Linked DNA regions of Mus musculus: regions 2, 3, 4, 5 and 6 are each linked to region 1. A link is a contact called in public Hi-C, HiChIP or PLAC-seq and promoter capture Hi-C data. All regions are on one chromosome and are shown on one strand. The core of a region is the stretch at or near the end of the contact, and the rest is flanking DNA. Distances in the headings are between cores, read along the strand shown. Region 1 holds the start of Tnpo1 (transportin 1). Region 2 holds the start of 6430562O15Rik (RIKEN cDNA 6430562O15 gene). Region 3 has its middle 28 kb from the start of Ptcd2. Region 4 has its middle 61 kb from the start of Ptcd2. Region 5 overlaps Zfp366 (zinc finger protein 366). Region 6 holds the start of Zfp366 (zinc finger protein 366).

Region 1 (2,981 bases), core at 230-2,729:
TAATGGCAAAAAGGCTTTTAGGAATGGAGGGAGAAATACAAAAATATTTTCTATAGGTCTTTCAGTGGGAGGAATTCAGTAATTTCTGGCCAGGGCAGGATGGAAAAGCACATGGCTAATGGAAGGCCGAGGCCCTCTTCAGAAAGGGAAGACGAACCACTCACAGTGCAGTAGGTGTACACGGACTCAAGTAAAAGCTGAATTGCCAAACCACTATTCACCCACACACGGCAAGTGTCAAGGAGTTTAAAATAAATCGGCCACCTCTAAAGTAGTATTTTTCCTTTGCACTTGCAAATTTCCACATAGACCAGCCATTCTCTAGAACCAGGACGGAGGGTTACAGGACAGTAACAAGGATCACTTCTCACCAACTACAAACCATCCACTTACTTCATTAGCACACTTTCTTACCACACTTAAGTGAAAGTTTCGATAGGGAAACTCAAAACCCAGCAGGTACTTTTGGTATCCTAAAGATGAACACGTCTGAGCGTGCACATTGCAGACAGACAGGTCAGTTCCAAATACTGATTTCACCGAATATTTTGCATTTAAGGAGCGTCTTCTCTTTAGGGGGGAAAAGCATTGCTTACGTACTCATTGAAGCCATCACTGTTTTTCGAACAGGACATACTAAGCTTCTTAATACAATCTCCCCAACTAGTGGACAGCCTCTGACTTCGTTTCTACAGTTAACAGCTGATTCGCGACTGGCGTAACAAAGTGAAACTGTAAACAATCCCTGCAAACCCCACGTGATTAAAAAAAATTAAGCCCCGCGAGATCATTTCTAAGAGGAAGAAAGCCTTTCTAAAGCCAGTTTGATTGTGGTGGCGGGTCTGTTCCTCGGCGGCCCTTCCCCGTGGCGTGGGCAGACAGAGGCAGACGTGCAAAACCCACAAACCTAAGCAAAACCCGTAGTTACAAACATTAAAATTATGTTCACAGGTCGCGAGGCCAGCAGGCCCTCGGGGGAGACGGATCAGCTGGCTGCAGAAACCGGAGTGTGCGAGGCTCCGGGACAAAGACCGGCGACCTCGGGCCCTCGCACCGTGCGGCCTGACGGGCATCGCAGCGGCTCGGCCCGCCAGCCTCCCGCCACCCCCAGGACCGACCTCCCGCTCCTGGGGCGCCGCCTGCCCTGTCCGGGACCCGCAGGGCGCCCGGGACCGCAGCTGTTGGGCTTAGAACCGCGCCGTCGCCGGCGGGCTCCAAACGGCCAGGCCCCGTCCGAGAGGGCGGACAGCGGAGCGCGGTCCCCTCGGCGCGGCGGCCGGTCGGAGCTCGCTCGGGCCGCTTCCCACCCGCCTCCGCCCTGGCCACGCACCCTCACGCCAACCTACCCGGTCCCACACCATCCCAGAGGCCTCCGGCGCTCGGGCCTTTCTGCCGAAGCGGCGCTGCCTCCCGTCCGGGGCCTGAAATGGCTGCGGAACAAAGAGAATCCGGGCTCCGGCGAGCGCCGGTCCGATTGGCCGGGGGGCGGAGCCCGGCGCGGGAATCTTCGGCGGCGGTCGCCTTGGCAACGGCGACGGGGCTGGGAAAACTGCGGCCTGGGCCTGCTGGCCTGCGTCGGGAAGGCGGGCGGGCGGGCGGCGCGCCCCAGCGGTTTTCACCAAGCGGGGTCCCGGGGTCGACGCCTCGGCCCCGTGCCCGCCTCACACCCCCTCGCGCCCACTGCAGCCCCCACAAGCCAGCCTGGGGCTCAGTCGCGGCCTCCGCTGCCCAGCCCGTTGAGTGTGAACGCCCAGATGCACGGCCCTTCCGGCGGCAGGTGACGTGCGTGCCCGGAGTGCACTCGTGTCCCCCCCGGGAGACCGCCGAGCCCAGAGCCCGGCGACACCCACCAGGCCGCTCGTCCCACAGTCGAACTGTTACAGCTTTCCTGGGACAAGGCAGAAGGGTGTGGGCGGACGGCGGCCCCCTTGATAACACAGGGGCTTCTGAAATGTGCTGATGTAGCACGAAACTACCATATAAAACCAAATGAAATGATTTAGAAAATTAGGTTTACATCTCTAGGTATGTTTCTACTATAAAGCTAGTTCCCTGAGCTTGGAGATAATAAGCTCTCCTCTCTCCTTATACAGCCACCACCAGAGAGGTACTGTAACTTCAAGCTGAAAGTGTTTTAAAATGGGAGAGGTAGGCACTTTTCAAGCCAGTTGCAATAATGGTAATGAAGAGAGGTGAATTGTTCTTCCCAGTGGTAGCACACGCTTTTAATCCCAGCACTTGGGAGGCAGAGTCAGGCAGACTTCTGAGTTCAAGGCCAGCCAGGGCTATACTGAGAAACCCGGTCTTGGAAGAATCGTTCTTCCCTGCCTGGTTATTTTTACACAAACTTACCACGTATGAGTATTTTAAATATGCACAGCAAGGTGGTCCTTTTTTCTGAGTGAGTGGCCAGCGAGAATTATCTTCACATCAGTGCTTTCAACTGCCTTAGTGTTACATACTTCTTGTTTAGGCAGTGATTGCTCTCCATACACTTTACAGGTAAAATTATTGTACCTAATTCTTGAAAAATGCTAAATATTTACAACTTATTTATTAAGAAGCTTAAAAATCTTCACTTGTAATACTTTTTAGTGTTACAATTAGCTTAACTCAAAGTTTGAGACTAAAAGATGGTTTTTATCATCAGAAAGCTGAAAATTGAAAGGGAAAATATTTAAAATTACTAAAATATGGCCAGGCATGGCAGCCCACACTTTTAGTCCCATCACTCCAGAGGCAGAGGCAGACAGATTGCTGAGTTCCAGGCCAGCCTGGCCTACACAGAGAAACTTTGTCTCTATCAAATAAAATAAACATTTTTAAATGTTGATTTAATAGAAGTTAGATAGAGTAGTGTTCTTGGAAAGGAATTTTCTAAGAAGGAATATGTCCTAAGAAAAACAATTTAATGTAAACCTTCCTCCAGAGCAGTTTGGTGAGTCTGCAAAAAAATTTACTGCAAGGAAAAATGTAAACAG
Region 2 (2,981 bases), core at 130-2,629, 490 kb after region 1:
AATGGAGGCTTCACAGGCATCTGTTCCCATGGTCTTTCTCCTTCCGCTGCTTTCTGTATGTGTGCAGAATTGGTATTTATTCCGTTTAAAAGGATGAAAAGAAACCACAAACATTTTCAGTGTGGCTGTCAAAAAGGCAATGGAAAATCAGATTATTGTTGATTCATACATCATTAAGTGAAAGGAAAGCTGTCTGCTCCCTTACATTCAAGCTCAGATCAATAAATACCACCCTCTTCACCACCTCCCCCATCCAAAAGGGATTTACGGCGGTGGAATAGAAACTTAAGTAGTTTTGGTGGATTTACCCCTCCTGTAGTATGGAGAGACTACATAGCACTTTTCTCCATTATCCTTGGCTATTGGTAAAGTATCTGTCTCACAAGCTTACGTACCTGAGTTCAGATCCCCAGAACCACTTAAAAAGCCAGGCCCAGGAGTGCAGTTATCGTCCGGTAATGGCAGGGAGGGAGCAGAGAGACATGAAGCCCTGGGAGCTGGCTAGCTGCCTAGCCTACACCCTTGGAGATGCTCTTCTGTGTGGCCTTGACTCTGAAATGCCAAGGCTCACCACTCAGCTTTCATTTCTGTCCTGAGGTCCTCAACCCAGTGTCTCCCATGGCACATTATGCTGATATCATTAATGCTCTTTCTCAGTCATTATAACCAAGGAACACACACTTTGAAGTTGGCCTGCACACAGTCAAGTCTATAACAGATGTCCTCCTGACTCTCCTGTGCCCTACAGCTCGATGTGCTGGATGGAGTCCTGAAGGTGGTGACGTCTCCAGATGTCCAGACTTCAGAGGCACAGCCTCAGGAAGGTGAAGATGGCTTGGGCTCAGCAAACCTGGTGGAGCAGCTAGACACTGAGGAACCAGAACAGTCCAAGCTTCCCCGATACCTCGAGCGCTTTCAGGTGATTCGTAGTAGAAACTGAGCCTTTTCCTGCATCAGTCACACACAAAGGCATGAAAAACTCGCATCAAGAATTGCAGTTGTGTTCCTTCCCACAGACCGTGGCCTTTTGGGAAAGCAGTGGCATTGTTACGACTTCATGCTTGAGCTGATGTCACGGTTCCGTTCCCTGGGGCAGCACGGCACCCCAGCGGCTTCTCAACAGCAGCCTGATTCCCACTCAGGGTGGCAAGTGACCAGCCATTTCTCTACACTACACCAAATGTGCTGGGTCAGTCACAGCTTCAGCAGAGATAAGACTCACGAATCCTTTGTGGCGCTTAGCTGGCAGCTTTGTGCTGTTCAGCAGGGCCATTAGAGACACTGCCTGTGGACAGGTTTCCAGAACAGTGCTGAGCACTCAAACTGTCAGTGAGCTCTCTGTCCCAAATGCTCTGCTGTTTGTGTCAGGGAAGAAAATCCCTGAGCCTGCTCTCTGCTTTGTTTCTTGTCTCTTTAATACAAAAAGAAGGAAGTACTTTCAGGTTATGATGTCATCATAGGAGCGGGAGAATTCTCCTCCCACGCCTGCTGCTGCACTGTGCCTTTTCACAGCAGGAAGGAGAGCTGGGCTCCTGCCCGTGAGTCTGTCTCTTCTGACCCAGCAATGGCAGGCCTTGCCGTAGCACAGGATCCCATGGTATTTTAGGGTTTTTTCTCCCCAATACTTCTGAAGGGAAGTCATTCTTAGCTTCTCTCCTGTAATTTGAAACTAAGAATAAAAAGATTGATGTTCCTTGTCATACCCCAAGGACAAAGCAGAGTAGAGAACTTAGACACAGTTCTTTCTCTTAACTTTGCTTGTCAGTGTATAAAACTTAAAGAAAACAAGAATCACCACACTTGCTGGGCGTGGTGGTGCACGACTTTAATCCCAGCACTCGGGAGGCAGAGGCAGGAGGATTTCTGAGTTTGAGGCCAGCCTGGTCTACAGAGTGAGTTCCAGGACAGCCAGGGCTACACAGAGAAACCCTGTCTTGAAAAAACAACATCAACAACAAAACATTAAAAAAAAGAATGACCACACTGCTGAATGCTGCCTGAGGTTGCTGAGCCACTGTCAGGCGTCAGGTTTGCCTGGGTTTTGTAAATGTTGTACTCAGTTTTGATTGCTTTTTGACTTTTGGCCGTTTTTTGTCCGTTGCGTCTCAGAGGATGGAGACCTTTGTCTTCACTAGCTTCTAGCCCTTTTACTGCCATGGGACACTGTCTGAGCATCCAAGAAAGAACAGAAACACATGTTTGTAGCCTGCCATCTGTGACCTTAGCTATGTTAGCAGCTGTAAGCCCCCTCCCCCATTTCCTTTATCCTCACAGGAGGCCTGGGCGGGAGAGTCTCGGCTTATGTGACCCAGCAGTGAGCTGGGATTTGGACAAAGCCAACCTCCTCACAGTTGAGATTTCCTGGCTTTCTCTTTGGCCTCAGACTACCTGGAAAATTATGTTAGGAAGAAATGGTTTTCAGTTTACATTTTCTTCCTGTTGCCTGCTTTTCATTAGTCTGAGGTCATCTGTTTGGGTCTGTTTTTATAATTAGTCTGCTCCTTAGATCCCATCGGTCTGGCCCCCTTTGCCGTTCTGCCAGATCCTATGCTGTACGCTAAGTCACCTCGGGGTGCGAGCACATGTGACTCTCAGCTGCAGCTGGGGTCCTAAATGTCACTCTCTGGTGATCTGTGTCTAGAAGCACTTAAATTGATTAATGCTTTTAGTAAGTCTCTGGGCTGCTACACTGACCCTACCAGGCTGCCCTCTCAGACGGAGCTGTAAGCAGGCAGGAGGGAAGGGCTGACCTGTGGGGGAGCACAGCAGGTGGAGGCCTACAGTGCTCAGGCACTCTGGAAAGCTGTTTAGCATTAGTGAGAAATCCCTGCAATGATTTCCATCTGTTGAAAGGAACCAGGGGAAGTCACTTAAATGAAAAGACGGGACTTCCGAACTTCCTATCCTCCACCATCTTGTCCAGTGGCATTCTCACTGCTCAGTTAGGAGCAGGCCTAAGTGGAGACCTCGTGGCTCAAATA
Region 3 (2,981 bases), core at 309-2,808, 390 kb after region 1:
CACAACCCCAAAGGAAGAGACATCATGAGAATGACGGGAAGACAGGGAGAGGGGAAAGAGGAAGTAGAATTCAGGGACAGAAGAATTCACAGACCACATTCAACTGACCCAGAACAGGAAAGTGATGCACCTGACCTGCTTTAAACTGCCTTGTTACAGTGAACCCTCCAACTCAAAGACAAGGGAGCTCGCATCACCTGCTGATTTAGACCCACCACCATGGAGGGAATTGGCCCTGTGAAGATAGCAACGTCTTCTTTGGATCCCATCCTCCACAGCTCTACAAAGGTTCCGCACAAGAAGATTTCAGTGAAACTTGAAGGTTGTGTCCATATGCAGACACTGAAACACTTGGAGAAAAGAGACTTTTAAAAGGCTGAGGCAGGAGGATCATGAATGAGAGAGGCCAGCGTGGGCTGCAGAGCGGGTTGCTAGCCAGTATGGTCTACCCAGCAAGACCCTGCCTCAAAATACGTAAAAGACAAATAAATGCAGACCTGAGTATTCTCTCTATATAAGTTTTGCACCTCCGGGCTACATCTATGGCCCACTGAGTTCACTGTGGGTTCCAGGCAGGTGGCAAAGGCTAGACTGTGGGACATGCGGGGACAGAGTTGTGTCTCTTCTGTTCCTTTGGTAAAATGTCTGGCAGGAGCAGCTCCAGGAAGGAATGATTTACTCTGGCTCATGGCTTCAGAGGGATTTAAGTCCCTCTCTGTGGGGAAGGTACTGTGTGGGTAGTTCTAATCGTCACATGGCAGTGCAACAGGGAGAGTGTAGATAGATGGGAGCCAGGGACAGACTGACCCTCAAGGGCCTGGCCCTAGTGACCTATGTCTACCAGGCAGGCCATACCTCCTACAGGTTCTACAGCCTTCAAAGTCAAGCTACAAGCCAAGGGCTGAGCATTTACAGCATGGCTCAGGGCAGGGCAGGAGGCATGGTAGCAGGGCTGCTCTCTGCCCTATGAGGCACTGACTTTAACTTATCTCTTTGTCAGGAAAGAGCTTGGTCAAGCACTGTGGCACACATCTAGAATCCTGGCAGGCTAAGGCAGGAGGATCTTCAGTTTAGACTGGGTTATAAAGGAAGACCACCTCCTACCCCACACCCTGACAAGGTGGATCTTATAGAAGTAAGCTTCACTGGATGGCTTGTGACAAGAGGTCATGAGCCCAAGAAGTCATCTTCTCTTTATAAACAGTGCAGTAGACTTTTTGCTTTCTTTCTTTAACTCCTAAATACAAAAGCCTACAAAAAGCCTACTTAACATCATATACAGAAATGAATCTGGCCTTCAGATTTCTATTGGATCTGGGGCAGGTAGCCATCACACATGATTTTTAAATATAATATATTGAGATTGTGGAGAATGGGGAAAGTCTTGAGGGGTAAAGTCCTGTGTAAATATGTATTGTTTGACACGAACACAGCCATGTCAAGGACCAAAGCCTCAGAGCTATGGGAAAATGCCAAAGCTTTCCAAGGCTGGGCTCAGCGGAATGCCAAAGCCTTCCAAGGCTGGGATCAGAGGAACGCCAAAGCCTTCCAAGGCTGGGCTCAGTGGAACACCAAAGCCTTCCAAGGCTGGGATCAGAGGAACGCCAAAGCCTTCCCTCCTGTTCCGAGGGCCAGTGTTGAGAGTGTGTGTAGAAAATGTCCACCATAGCTCTGTCCCCAAGATGTTTGCAGCCTGAAGACTGCTCTCCTACAGAGACTGCTCCTTCGGAGATTTCCCTCCCTGTTCAGTTTTAGAGTTTCCTTCCAGTGCACTGGAGGATTTTGAGAACCGCTTGTTGATTTCTCAGTTAAGTCCTCTGGAGCAAGTCTTTGTCCCTTTGCTCCTCCCTGGTGTTCTGGTCTCTGGTAGGGACGCGTTTCATTTGAATCCCAACATCATATAATCAGTACTCTGTGAAGACTCGGTATGTAACTTTCATGGAATTGAATGTGACCTCTGAACAATTCTTCAAGTTGGGCAGATCTAAATACACTCAATTCTCTAGTGAGTCATCTAGTGTTTTTGTGTGACGAAGATGTCTTCTGCATCTGTCAGGTACGTGGGTACTTTACCCATGTAGCCTCAATATGAATTTCTGCTCTCTCTGAGTTCCAGGAATGGAAGACATTTTTGAAAACTGGTACCCTAAAAGAGAGAGAGAGAGAGAGAGAGAGAGAGAGAGAGAGAGAGAGAGAGAGAATCTGGGCGCCCTCTGCTGTCTCGGCTAAGTTCTGCTGCTGTAGAAAAGAACACAGCATGAATAAAAGTACACATATACACATACAAAACAGACACACAAAACACAGACACACACACAAAACAGACAGACAGACACACACACAGGCAATACAGACATGTGATTAGAAACATGTTTACTAAAGTGCTTCCCAACAGCCTGTTTTAAATACCATTGTCTTCTACTCCCTGGTATCCAATCTATGACCTCCAGTTTTTCCTGAGAAGTGGGGTAATGCTATCTCAGAGGGCTTTCCTGAAGGTTCAATGAGATATATAGCCAACTGCTCTGTTAGAGCCTGAGGAACAATAACCCTTGCTATGTGCTGGGTCATTTCCTTCTTTTCATCAACTCTGGCATAAGTGACCCTGCTTCTGCTGTCACCCAAGCACCCACAGATCAGTGGTTCTCAACCTTCCTAACACCTCAACCCTTTAATACAGTTCCTCATGTCGTGGTGACCCCCAACTATAAAATTATTTTCCTTGCGGTATCATAACCACAATTTTGCTTGTTATGAATCATAATGTAAATATCTGATATGCAACCCTGTGAAAGGGCCATTTGTCCCCAAAGGGGGCACACTGTAACCCATACCCCACAAGTGGAGAACCAGTGCATTCTGTTTTTTTGTTTTTTTAAAAGTAATTATGGGGAACTGGAGAGATGTCTCAGTGGTTACGAACACTGGCTTTTCTTCTAGAGGACCCAGGTTGAATTCCTAGCACCCACATGGCAGCTCAC
Region 4 (2,981 bases), core at 166-2,665, 360 kb after region 1:
ATGAGATGAGCCGCTTGCCTCTTAAAATGTCCACCAGCCCAGGAGTCCCCTGACGAGAGCAATTGCTCAGACACTGACACTCCTCTGCACTTGCAAAAGAAGCTGTTCTACACTATCATCTGAAGAGAATCTAATAATTAACAACCTTAACAAGCCCACAAAATAATCGTCAACAGAGCTTGGAAGTAACTGACATCTCACTTAACCCTCACAAGGACCTGACGAATGGCGTCATAAATCAGATTTTGTACACGAGAAAGGGGCACTTGACTTGTCCCAATTGCAAAGTAGAGTTCCGAACCTCTGGCTTGTGAATTTGACTCTACCACATGAATACAGAGATACTTAATGGTGGTATTTTGGGCGTAAGAGCCAGGAAAGTGGAGTGGATATTTTTGCTTCAAAAGCTATTCTTGGCACCACCTAACCATGCCTGGAGGGCAGTGTGCAGAGGAATTGGGGAGTCGGTTGGTAGCAGCTGGGCATGTGCTTCCTGGATTGACAGCTCTGGAAGGATGCACCTGATCCAGGTGTCTCAAGGCCTTCCACTCTGAATGGCCGACCGAGTGCCAGTTGGCTTGCTGAAAAGGAACATTTTGTGATCCTGCTGACAGACAAGCTTCCCCCTTCCCCTTCTTTCCTGTAAAGCTCGAGCCTTTATAAGGGAAGAGGCCATGCAGTGGCTCCCAAACCCGGTTCTGGAAAAATTCTTTACCCAGGAAAGTGCAAATCTTGGCCTGGATCTTCGTAAGTAAGGTTGGCCATCAGCCAACATGCTACCAGTTGGGCTATTTATACTATAAAAGGAAATAATTTAATTGCAAGCTAGCCCCCCCCAGCCTTAAGCTTTTGTCAAATCCAAAATGAGGTTCTGTAAACGAAAAGCAGAGGTTGAAATTAATAAAACGAAATACTTAGTGGCCAGCCACGTAGCTTCCCACCATAAACAAAGAGTCCGGTGTAATTTTCTCTTTCTTAGGCTTGCCCTCTAGGTGCCATAGGTAATCAAGACTAACTTGGTGTAGTCTCTGCCACTCCCACCCCAGAGCAGTATTCGCTTCTTGGAAATTTTCTTAGCACGTGTCTAAGAGAGTCCCTCCGGTTTTCATGGAGTTTTCTTTTTTAATTTTATTTTGACTAAAGGATGACTGAGCAGGAAATAAAACCCTCGGTCAGGTGCACTGAAACCAGCCAGGGGAGAAATTAAGCCTTAAGCTGGCATGGAGCTCAGCAACTAGAAGCGGGGATCTAACACTTAAGGACATTTGGACCTATGAGGCAATGAGAACAAAATTGCGTGAGCTAGAAATGTGCGTTGAACTGGAAACCTCACCGACTATCAAAGGGATGGCGCTTCTCTCTTCTACCCCCAGCTGGAGACAGAAACCCAACTTTCCTTAAGGCTGGCATGCCTAGAATTCACAACAAGCCCCACTGAGACCAAGACAGCTCAGCTCAGAAACAAAATCCGAGGCTTAGAGAAGTGAGCGTGAATGGGGCTGCCCGTACCAGACTGAAATATACCAGGTTCAAAACCTCACTCTGTCCTTCTTCTCCAAGTGAGAGTGAGCCTCGTTGGAACTGGATAGAAACGGCCTCTTGGAGGAATGAACTATAAAATGGACGGTTTTTATATTGTGAACACGGGCTGATTTGTGGTGCTCACAGACCGTGATTAAGTCAAACCAGAGAGAGCAAAACCAATTTCTGAAGTCTAGCTGGAAAGCTGAGGTGAAGGCCAAGTTTGCGAGGCTGTTGAAAGGATGAGCACAGATGCGCCTCTGGGAAAATCCCTAAGATCATGAAAATACGAATCACGAGGCATTGCTCTCCTCGTGCTGTGAATTTCTCCAGTGGGGAATGAGTGTCTGGGGGAGGAAGGCCGACTAGTCGAACTATTTGACATCCAAAGCACAGCTTGCCTCCTGGGGATGTACAAAGCCAATTTTGTAAGCTGTCTCTGAAAGCGTGCGGTTGCCCAGCCAACTGGGATCGCATCTGCCACTGGCATTCTCGGTCAGTAATCCACAACAAGAAATGAGTCAGGGCCGTCTCCCTTGCTATGATTTTTAGTTAGTGCTAGACCTGCAGTAATTTGCTCTACAGCACTGCGAATGTCAACTCTGTCTAGATTCCAACCAGTCTGACACATGTCATAAATAAGGAAAATAAACATAAGACAAACAGCACCAACAACCGGCACGTAATTGCTAAATGTGAATAACAGATTCAAGCCGTCCCTCATCCATTCACGTAGTAACTATTGACTGAGCCCCTCTCACAGGGGCACTGTGCCACCCTGGGGCGTGCCATGCACAGAGGTTTCTGTGCTGTGTGTGCAACACTGGAAGGCAAAGGACTGTCGCTGCCTTGAGAGGTGCAGGTGTGTGTGTGCATGTGTGTGCGTGTGTGTATGGGGGGAGGGGAGCGGGGAGCTTTGTCAGGCAATTACAATGTGGAGTGGAAACACTCATGATGGAATGTTTACCGCTAGTGGTCCTGGGAGGTCAAGCATCTTATGAAAGTGGCTGCACCTAAGAACAGGACCTGGGACCCAGGAGAGGAAGAGAGAACAGCTTAAGGTCAGCTACAGCCCCTGGTTAGGAAGATGGGAGGACAGGTAAAGTATCCAGAACAATCCAGAGGACTTGGGGACAGCAGACCAAGATGAAGGAAGGGAATTCCAAGGCATCTTTCAAGAGAGAAGATGGGCTGGGCAGGATGTGGAGGAAGGAACTGAGGATGGCAAAGGAGGATGGCCATAGCCACAGCTGCCTCACTTCTCACCTCCCGTTGGCCTGGCAACCAGACAGCTGGGTCTTTCCATTGTCTCGTTGCCCCTCACTGCCAGAACAGGTCTAACCCTAGCAAGGGCTCTTGGTGTTCCACAGGCTGAAAGGCAAGTAAGTCTTTTTTTTAAAAAGATCATTTAAGATCCACCTAAAAGGCCCTTTGGTGGCCTGTACCAGAAGTCCTAGCTA
Region 5 (2,981 bases), core at 181-2,680, 310 kb after region 1:
GTTCTTTCTCTCCTCATTACCACTTCCCCACAGCAACACCCTTTGGGCTAGCCTGTGGTATCATCACTCTTCATCATTTCAACAGACTTCCCTGGTGTGTATGGGTTCCTTCCCGTGCCTGACAACCATAGGGTAGAGAGATTCCTAAAGCCTGAAGCCTGGTTCACATCTCTCGGAAGAGCAGGTCGATCTTGGGATGTCCTGTGGTCTTTGCTTCTTACCCATATTGAGCTGTATAGAAATCTGTCCCTGAATGACGTTTGTAGGGTATTGGAAGGGTTAGACGAGAGATGGAGGCCACTCGTTCATTGCTATGCACTTTGTAACCAATGGAGACAAATGTCTGACCAGCCACATAGTGATGGTAGGAAACAAGCTTAACCAATTACACCCAAGTTTGATAGTCATAGCAGAGATAGTTATTCTCTTCTCATGATTGACATGGTCAGCAAAAAAAAGAAAAAAAAAAAAACCAAAAAGCTAGGCTTCCAGCAGCCACTGAGACACTGCAGCCCTGAGCTAGCTCAATTGCCTTTCCCCAACAATTAGTGACAAGAAAGATTCTTTCAGCAACAGATTCTAATTTCTTAGGATTTTGGCCATTAAAATCCCCTCCTCAACATAAATCTCCCATTGCAGCATGAAATAGTTCTCAGTGGAAACAGCTGTCCCCAGGGAGCAGGAATGTCACTGGCTGTAGAATCAAGCATTAACAATAGGGTAGGATGGGAAATTAGTGGAGAGGGAAGTTTTCCATTTTCTGTTTCTTTCTTTCTTCTGTCTGTGTATATATATACCACAGAGACAGAAGAAGGGCGTATATATATATGTGTGTGCATATATATATATGACTGCCCTTCTGGACTCTTGCTATTGGCTCGACTTCTAGACTCCTTGTTCCTGGCAGCCAGCTGGAGTTTGTCTAGAGAGCCAGCCTGTAGGCTTAAGTTATGTTTCACAGATATGCTTCCCAGATTTGGCATAAGCACGCAGCTCTTGATTTGGATACTATCTCTATAGTGGCGGCACTCCATAATAGCCAAGATCCAGCTGCCGTCTTTGGAAAACCTTCCAAAAGACCAGGAAAACCAGGAAGAGCTTCCATCCAGAATTTCCGGGACAAATTCCCTTTTGAGATGGGTGAAGCCCAGAGCTGCCTAAGTTATGAGTCACCAGGTCTTCTACTGCCTTTTCTACAGCAGAGGGCTGAGCGCAGGTCCATGAGTGGGGCAGACAGATAAAGTTAGTTGCCTGGAAAAGGGGGTTCTACTTCCTGCACCAAATGGATTGTGGGCTGTTTGGTATACTGAAAGGAGGGAGATCAGACCGGGTAGTTTATAGGGACTCAGTGCCAGTGCCCATGGTGAGGGTTTTCAGGTTGGTGTGGAGGGGGTTAAGGCAGTGACCAGATAGCAGCCTTTTGGCAGCAAAGCCCTCCTCCTAGGCAGAAGGAAGGATATTGCTGTATGAACTGCCTGCTTAACAATGCCTCACATGTCCCCAGGGGCCCGCCTGCAAATAGATTTCATCTTGCTTTCTCTTGTACTTTTCAAAGCTTCCTGTTTTCTCACGGTCCTTTTGGACAGTTTACACTCTCTCTCCCTCCCTCCCTCCCTCCCTTCCTCTCCCTTTGAGGAAAGGAACACCCTTCTTATTAAAGAGGAGAGAGGGAGAGGAATGTGAGGGAAGGGCGGCCATTCTCTGGGGCTGGCTGAAGCTCTTTGACCTCTCCTCTCTGGGTAGGAAAGCATAGCTTCCTGGTGCATCTTGGCTCTGAAGCTCACCTCAGGGAGTAGCCTGGTCTAGTGCTGCTTGACCTTCTAAGCCTCTGGACTTAGCCAAGTGGCCGTTGTGATTGCTCTGTCTCTGCCCACCACTGACCTCTCTGTGGCAGCTGCTGCCTCGGGGGCTCCCGGGAAGGGAGCAACTCCAGGCCCTGTATCTCGGAGAGGAGGTGGGGAAGGGCACCAGGAGGCCAGTGCAAGGAGGCTGAAGCAAAGAGAACGCATTCCAGCTGTTTCAAGGTCATCCGGGACATCAGAGAGACAGATGCTGGGCTTTCCAAAAGCCTGTGATCTGTAGTGAATCTCCCATGAATCCCAGAGTTGGGCTTCTCTTCAGCCCCAGGTCATCGGGCAGGGGTTCAGCCAGAAGACTCCTTTCTGTTCCTTTGATGTTTGAAAAGCACAGCACCCTCACTGGGGTGCGATGGCTCACATCTGGAAAGATAGAGGCTGTATCCTCAGCCCCCTACCAGTATCTCTCTTACTTTGATGCAGATCTTGTTAGGAAGGCGATCCTTCATCCAGACCTGGCTTAGGAATGCGTTTATGTTTTCAATTCAGGAAGCCTTCCTTCAGCTACTGATTTTGTTTTTCCCAGAGAAGAAATGAGTTTGGCCGGTGGTCCCTCTGCACTCTTGCTCCTGTTCCCAGAGTTCTGCAGGAACTCTGCTTAGAGCTGACATTCCAGGACTCTGTAGATAGCAGATCCCAGTCCAGCCTCAGTTTTTCTGACCCCCCTTTATTGTCTGAGTGGGACGGCTCTGTGTTTCACAGACATCAAAACAAAACCTCTCTCTACTTGGGCATTGCCATGCGAGGACACTCTTCTGGGAACTAGAAAGACGTGAGTGTTCTGAATGAGAGCGAGAGGTCAGAGGTGGGGGGAAGACACTGAGTAGCTATTGCTGAGATGTGAATGAGGCCCGGGTGTTTCAGGTCCTTCATGGGCTGACTCCACCCTTCTGCCAGTGAGGGTTTTCTTTTACAAACTGGTGTGCGTGCAGGAGGAGAATAAGTAATGGCTATATTTTAAGATTGTTGTATAAGGTGATGCTATTTTCCTGACTTGTTACATATTCTCCCAGCCTCAGGCTTAACAACTCCTCTTAAGTAGCCGGGTCCCTGATACTGAGGTTGGTTACAGAGAAAATAGAGACGACCCTGGCATTAAAAACTGCCTGGGCCCCGTTTGGGCCT
Region 6 (2,981 bases), core at 140-2,639, 260 kb after region 1:
TGCCACCACAAAGAACCACACAACTGCTGGTTCCTGTTTGTGGTGACAATGGTCTCAACTGAATGAATGGAGGGTACAAGATTCACAAAGCTAATTAGATGATTTGGGCCCAGCTCCCTCTGTCAATGAAGCCATCACTCACAGAGCCCAGGCTTGCCCACCGGGCTCCAGCTCCCTCTGTCAGTGCATGTATCTCCCTAAAGAGCCCAGGCTTGCCCACTGAGCCCTAGCTCCCTCTGCCACTGCAGTCATCCTTCACAGAGCCCAGGCTTGCCCACTGGGTCCCAGCTCCCTCTGTCACTGCAGTCATCCTTCACAGAGCCCAGGCTTGCCCACTGGGTCCCAGCTCCCTCTGTCAGTGCATGTGTCCCACAAAGAGCCCAGGCTTGTCCACTGAGCCCCAGCCCCATCTTCAGTAAAGGATGCTCACCCCAATTCTTCTGCTCCCACTCGGCTTTCCCCCTCCTCTTTCAGAAACAGAGATTGATTTATCTAGGACCTCAGATGGTTCACAATATTCTCAAAACAAATTAGCACCCTCCCTCCAGTGCTCCTGAGGTGACTACATCCAAGAAGGACAGGACAGTGTAAACAACAGTCGGAATTAACTGTGGCTGGCAACGCCACACTAAGTGGCTTCTTTTCCTTTTTCGTCCATCAGCAAAGATGGAACCGGACTTGGCCCAGCACACAGAGCCCAGTGAGCACTGCATAAATCTGCTGTTTGACTGTGAGGAACTTGAAGAACCTAGAGCCAGGCGAGGAACTGGAGCAGTGCTGGGGTTTCAAAGCAGCTAGGAAAAGTCAGAAGGCCTGGGTGGCCAGGCACTGTGCCCTTTGGTAAAGGCTGCAGGTTCCCTCTTGGTTAGCCCAGCAGCCCAGACTTTCCCTCACTGAGAGTCAGAGTTGACACGACATGATTTGTTCCTTTTGGGCTGTGTCAGTTCTGTAAGGCAGACACCAGAGGCTGCAACCAGGAGAGCCTGCGTTTGTTTGGACAGGACAGAGCCACTCAGGGGTTTTCATGTCCTGAAAGCTCCCAGGGCAGAGAGTATATCTGGGGAATTCGTTTTTGTAAAGATTTTCTTTCTTTCTTTCTTCCCCCTCCCCTTCCAACATTTTGTTTAAGAGAAAATGAGATGTCTATCTTCTGTTTCCTTATTTTTTTTCAGGAAAGCGAAGGGTTGTTGACTTCCGCCCTCTCCCCTCCCTTCCTTCCTTCTTCCCGAAGGTACTCATCTGAGAAAAAGAGAACGGGGTATTGTTCCTGTTCTCCTTCTTAAGTCACTTGAAACACTGTCCCTGCGAGTCCTTTAAGTTCCCTGCAATCGGTACACAAGAGAAAGAGGGAGAGAGAGAGAGGGAAAGACAGAGACAGCCAGAGACCAGGTAAAGCGGTGGGGGCTGCTGCCTCTCAGCCCTCAGGAGCTGGTAAGTGACCATGTACTCCTTTCTACCTTCATTTCAATGTCCCTGTGATGGAGACTGACTGGGCATCTTCCACAGAAACCACCTCCCTGGGCTGCTCTTTAATCAAAAGGTGTGACTGATGGGTGGCCTAGAGTGTAAGCTCATGCCTCGTTGCAGAGGAGAATATTAATGCTTTGCAGAGCTGAGGCTTGCCAGGAGTGGAAATGGAATTGTGTTGGGGCTGAGGAGGTCGCTGTGTTAAATTTGAATTGTTTTGTCATAGGCAACTTGAGTTTACTAGGAACCATTGGGACATGTGGTGTGCCCCACTGGAGGGGTCACTGCTCCCAGGACTGCATTCTGAGAGCCCTCTCAGGGTGTCTGTTGAGAATTGTGATTTGCTCATGGAGTTTTGGTATATTTATTGTCTGCCTTGAAGTGTCTTTCTTCTGATTTTTGTTTGTTTGTTTGTTTCCATTCTGTAGTTCACCTCCCCAAAGTGAACTGTTCATGCATGGCTGTTGCTCTGTCCCTGAAGTAGGAGGGAAAGGGAGGGAATACCTCTTTGGAATAGTGCTGTGTGTGGGAGATTTGGGAGAAAGGTGCCCCATGTGGGTTAAATGTAAATGTACTGTCCACTGTCAACTCGGAGTGTCATGCGCCACACAGAAGAAGGCAGGGATACGAGGGCATTGACTTCAGTTTTGGAAATCAGTGTGTGACTGGACTGGAGGATTTAGATTGATTGCTTGTGTCAGGAAGAATGAAAAGCTAAGCCACAGATGCAATTGAAAAACAGTCACCCAGAGCCTGCTGTTCTAAAGCACCAAATAGAACACGGCAAGGTAGTCAGGCTCATATAGACACTATGCCAGCAGCGGTTAAACGTCCGAGTTGCTTCCATTGCGTTTGACAGAGAGGGTAATGTTACCAAGAAGTTGTTATGGCAAGCCAAGAGGGAGCCGGCATCACGTTGTCAAAAATAGGTTAGCAAGGTCAAGCCAAGACTGGGGCACGGCTGCTATTAATAATTTAATCCAGTGAGGTGCTGGATGGGTAGAAGGCAGTGGCCATGCGTGCTTCTCAAACCATTCATTCCTATGGTATAGACGGGTTGAAATCCTCAGGGTATGAGCAGCATAGTAAAAGTAGTTCGACATTTTGAAATTAATTTGGCCAGATCATGTTTTAACCACAATCGCGTAATTAATCTTTATTTGAAACTGAGCTGTCACCTTAATGAAGATGAGACAGTCTAGTAGATCTGGATGATTAATGTAGGTTTGTTATTTATTTTTTAAAAAGAGACTTTCCCTAGAATCCCCATAATACAATGTACATGGAAGAGACAGGATTAGCAGTTGCCCCTTAAGGATGCAACCAAGTGTAACCTTGGTGGCCTGAGGTGCCTGGCTCTTCCCTCACCTGCCCCAGCCACCACATCCCCATGCATCCCCAGGGCAGCAGCGTCCAGGACGGATGTTCTCGGGCATTTTGTATTAGTACTGGCCAATTGCGACCCCAGGAGAGATGCCGGGTGGCACACAATCCTGCTTGACTCCTTTCGCTTT

What was found. Promoter capture Hi-C pulls out the DNA fragments that hold promoters and counts their contacts. A called contact is a pair of places that touch in the nucleus more often than the background predicts. HiChIP or PLAC-seq counts read pairs in DNA pulled down with a chosen protein or histone mark.
Region 2: a contact with region 1 is called in a promoter capture Hi-C map of liver, with 4 times the contacts expected there. The contact joins the promoter of 6430562O15Rik here to the promoter of Tnpo1 in region 1. A contact is called at or near these places in 6 of 39 promoter capture datasets (the HPC-7 cell line, hippocampal neurons, liver and 2 more).
Region 3: a contact with region 1 is called in a Hi-C map of muscle stem cells, with 2.1 times the contacts expected there. The contact joins the enhancer-like site here to the promoter of Tnpo1 in region 1. A contact is called at or near these places in 17 of 39 promoter capture datasets (the 3T3-L1 cell line, 3T3-L1-derived adipocytes, the C10 cell line and 11 more), 7 of 484 Hi-C or Micro-C datasets (cerebellar granule neurons, cortical neurons, embryonic stem cells and 4 more), 13 of 115 datasets of contacts at active chromatin or transcription factors (the NIH/3T3 cell line, cardiomyocytes, embryonic basal ganglia and 8 more) and 1 of 9 other capture datasets (embryonic stem cells).
Region 4: an H3K4me3 HiChIP or PLAC-seq map of forebrain shows a contact between it and region 1, with 3 times the contacts expected there. The contact joins the enhancer-like site here to the promoter of Tnpo1 in region 1. A contact is called at or near these places in 6 of 115 datasets of contacts at active chromatin or transcription factors (embryonic basal ganglia, embryonic forebrain, embryonic stem cells and 3 more) and 1 of 9 other capture datasets (liver).
Region 5: a contact with region 1 is called in an H3K4me3 HiChIP or PLAC-seq map of neural tube, with 3 times the contacts expected there. The contact joins the enhancer-like site here to the promoter of Tnpo1 in region 1. A contact is called at or near these places in 3 of 39 promoter capture datasets (the 3T3-L1 cell line, 3T3-L1-derived adipocytes and the C10 cell line), 2 of 484 Hi-C or Micro-C datasets (adipose-derived mesenchymal stem cells and stem cell-derived neurons) and 4 of 115 datasets of contacts at active chromatin or transcription factors (bone marrow-derived macrophages, differentiating embryonic stem cells, forebrain and 1 more).
Region 6: a promoter capture Hi-C map of embryonic stem cells shows a contact between it and region 1, with 2.6 times the contacts expected there. The contact joins the promoter of Zfp366 here to the promoter of Tnpo1 in region 1. A contact is called at or near these places in 5 of 39 promoter capture datasets (the C10 cell line, cranial neural crest, embryonic stem cells and 2 more), 4 of 115 datasets of contacts at active chromatin or transcription factors (embryonic stem cells, extraembryonic endoderm stem cells, microglia and 1 more) and 1 of 9 other capture datasets (liver).

The regions. Positions count from the first base shown.
Region 1 is chr13:98,924,905-98,927,885 of GRCm38.p6, forward strand. Tnpo1 (transportin 1) reads right to left here and starts at 1,480. Exons shown (of 24, transcript NM_178716.3): 1 at 1,347-1,480. The coding sequence starts at 1,361. Gm52051 (translation initiation factor IF-2-like) reads left to right here. Exons shown (of 2, transcript XR_003950643.1): 1 at 1-2,502.
Region 2 is chr13:99,411,447-99,414,427 of GRCm38.p6, forward strand. It overlaps 6430562O15Rik (RIKEN cDNA 6430562O15 gene), which reads right to left and starts at 1,380. Exons shown (of 2, transcript NR_015515.3): 1 at 396-1,380; 2 at 1-125. Mrps27 (mitochondrial ribosomal protein S27) reads left to right here. Exons shown (of 11, transcript NM_173757.3): 10 at 749-919.
Region 3 is chr13:99,315,038-99,318,018 of GRCm38.p6, forward strand. No RefSeq gene overlaps it. Among named protein-coding and RNA genes, the nearest start is that of Ptcd2, 28 kb to the right of the region's middle. Within about 2 kb of position 1,559, at least 15 of the 459 cell types and tissues checked have an H3K27ac peak or open chromatin away from gene starts, as enhancers often do. A contact at or near this core is called in cortical neurons, heart atrium and muscle stem cells, where this site is marked.
Region 4 is chr13:99,282,641-99,285,621 of GRCm38.p6, forward strand. No RefSeq gene overlaps it. Among named protein-coding and RNA genes, the nearest start is that of Ptcd2, 61 kb to the right of the region's middle. Within about 2 kb of position 1,416, at least 51 of the 459 cell types and tissues checked have an H3K27ac peak or open chromatin away from gene starts, as enhancers often do. A contact at or near this core is called in forebrain, where this site is marked.
Region 5 is chr13:99,237,366-99,240,346 of GRCm38.p6, forward strand. All of the region lies in intron 3 of Zfp366 (zinc finger protein 366), which reads left to right. Among named protein-coding and RNA genes, the nearest start is that of Zfp366, 54 kb to the left of the region's middle. Within about 2 kb of position 1,431, at least 116 of the 459 cell types and tissues checked have an H3K27ac peak or open chromatin away from gene starts, as enhancers often do. A contact at or near this core is called in forebrain, neural tube and stem cell-derived neurons, where this site is marked.
Region 6 is chr13:99,183,434-99,186,414 of GRCm38.p6, forward strand. It overlaps Zfp366 (zinc finger protein 366), which reads left to right and starts at 1,390. Exons shown (of 5, transcript NM_001004149.1): 1 at 1,390-1,431.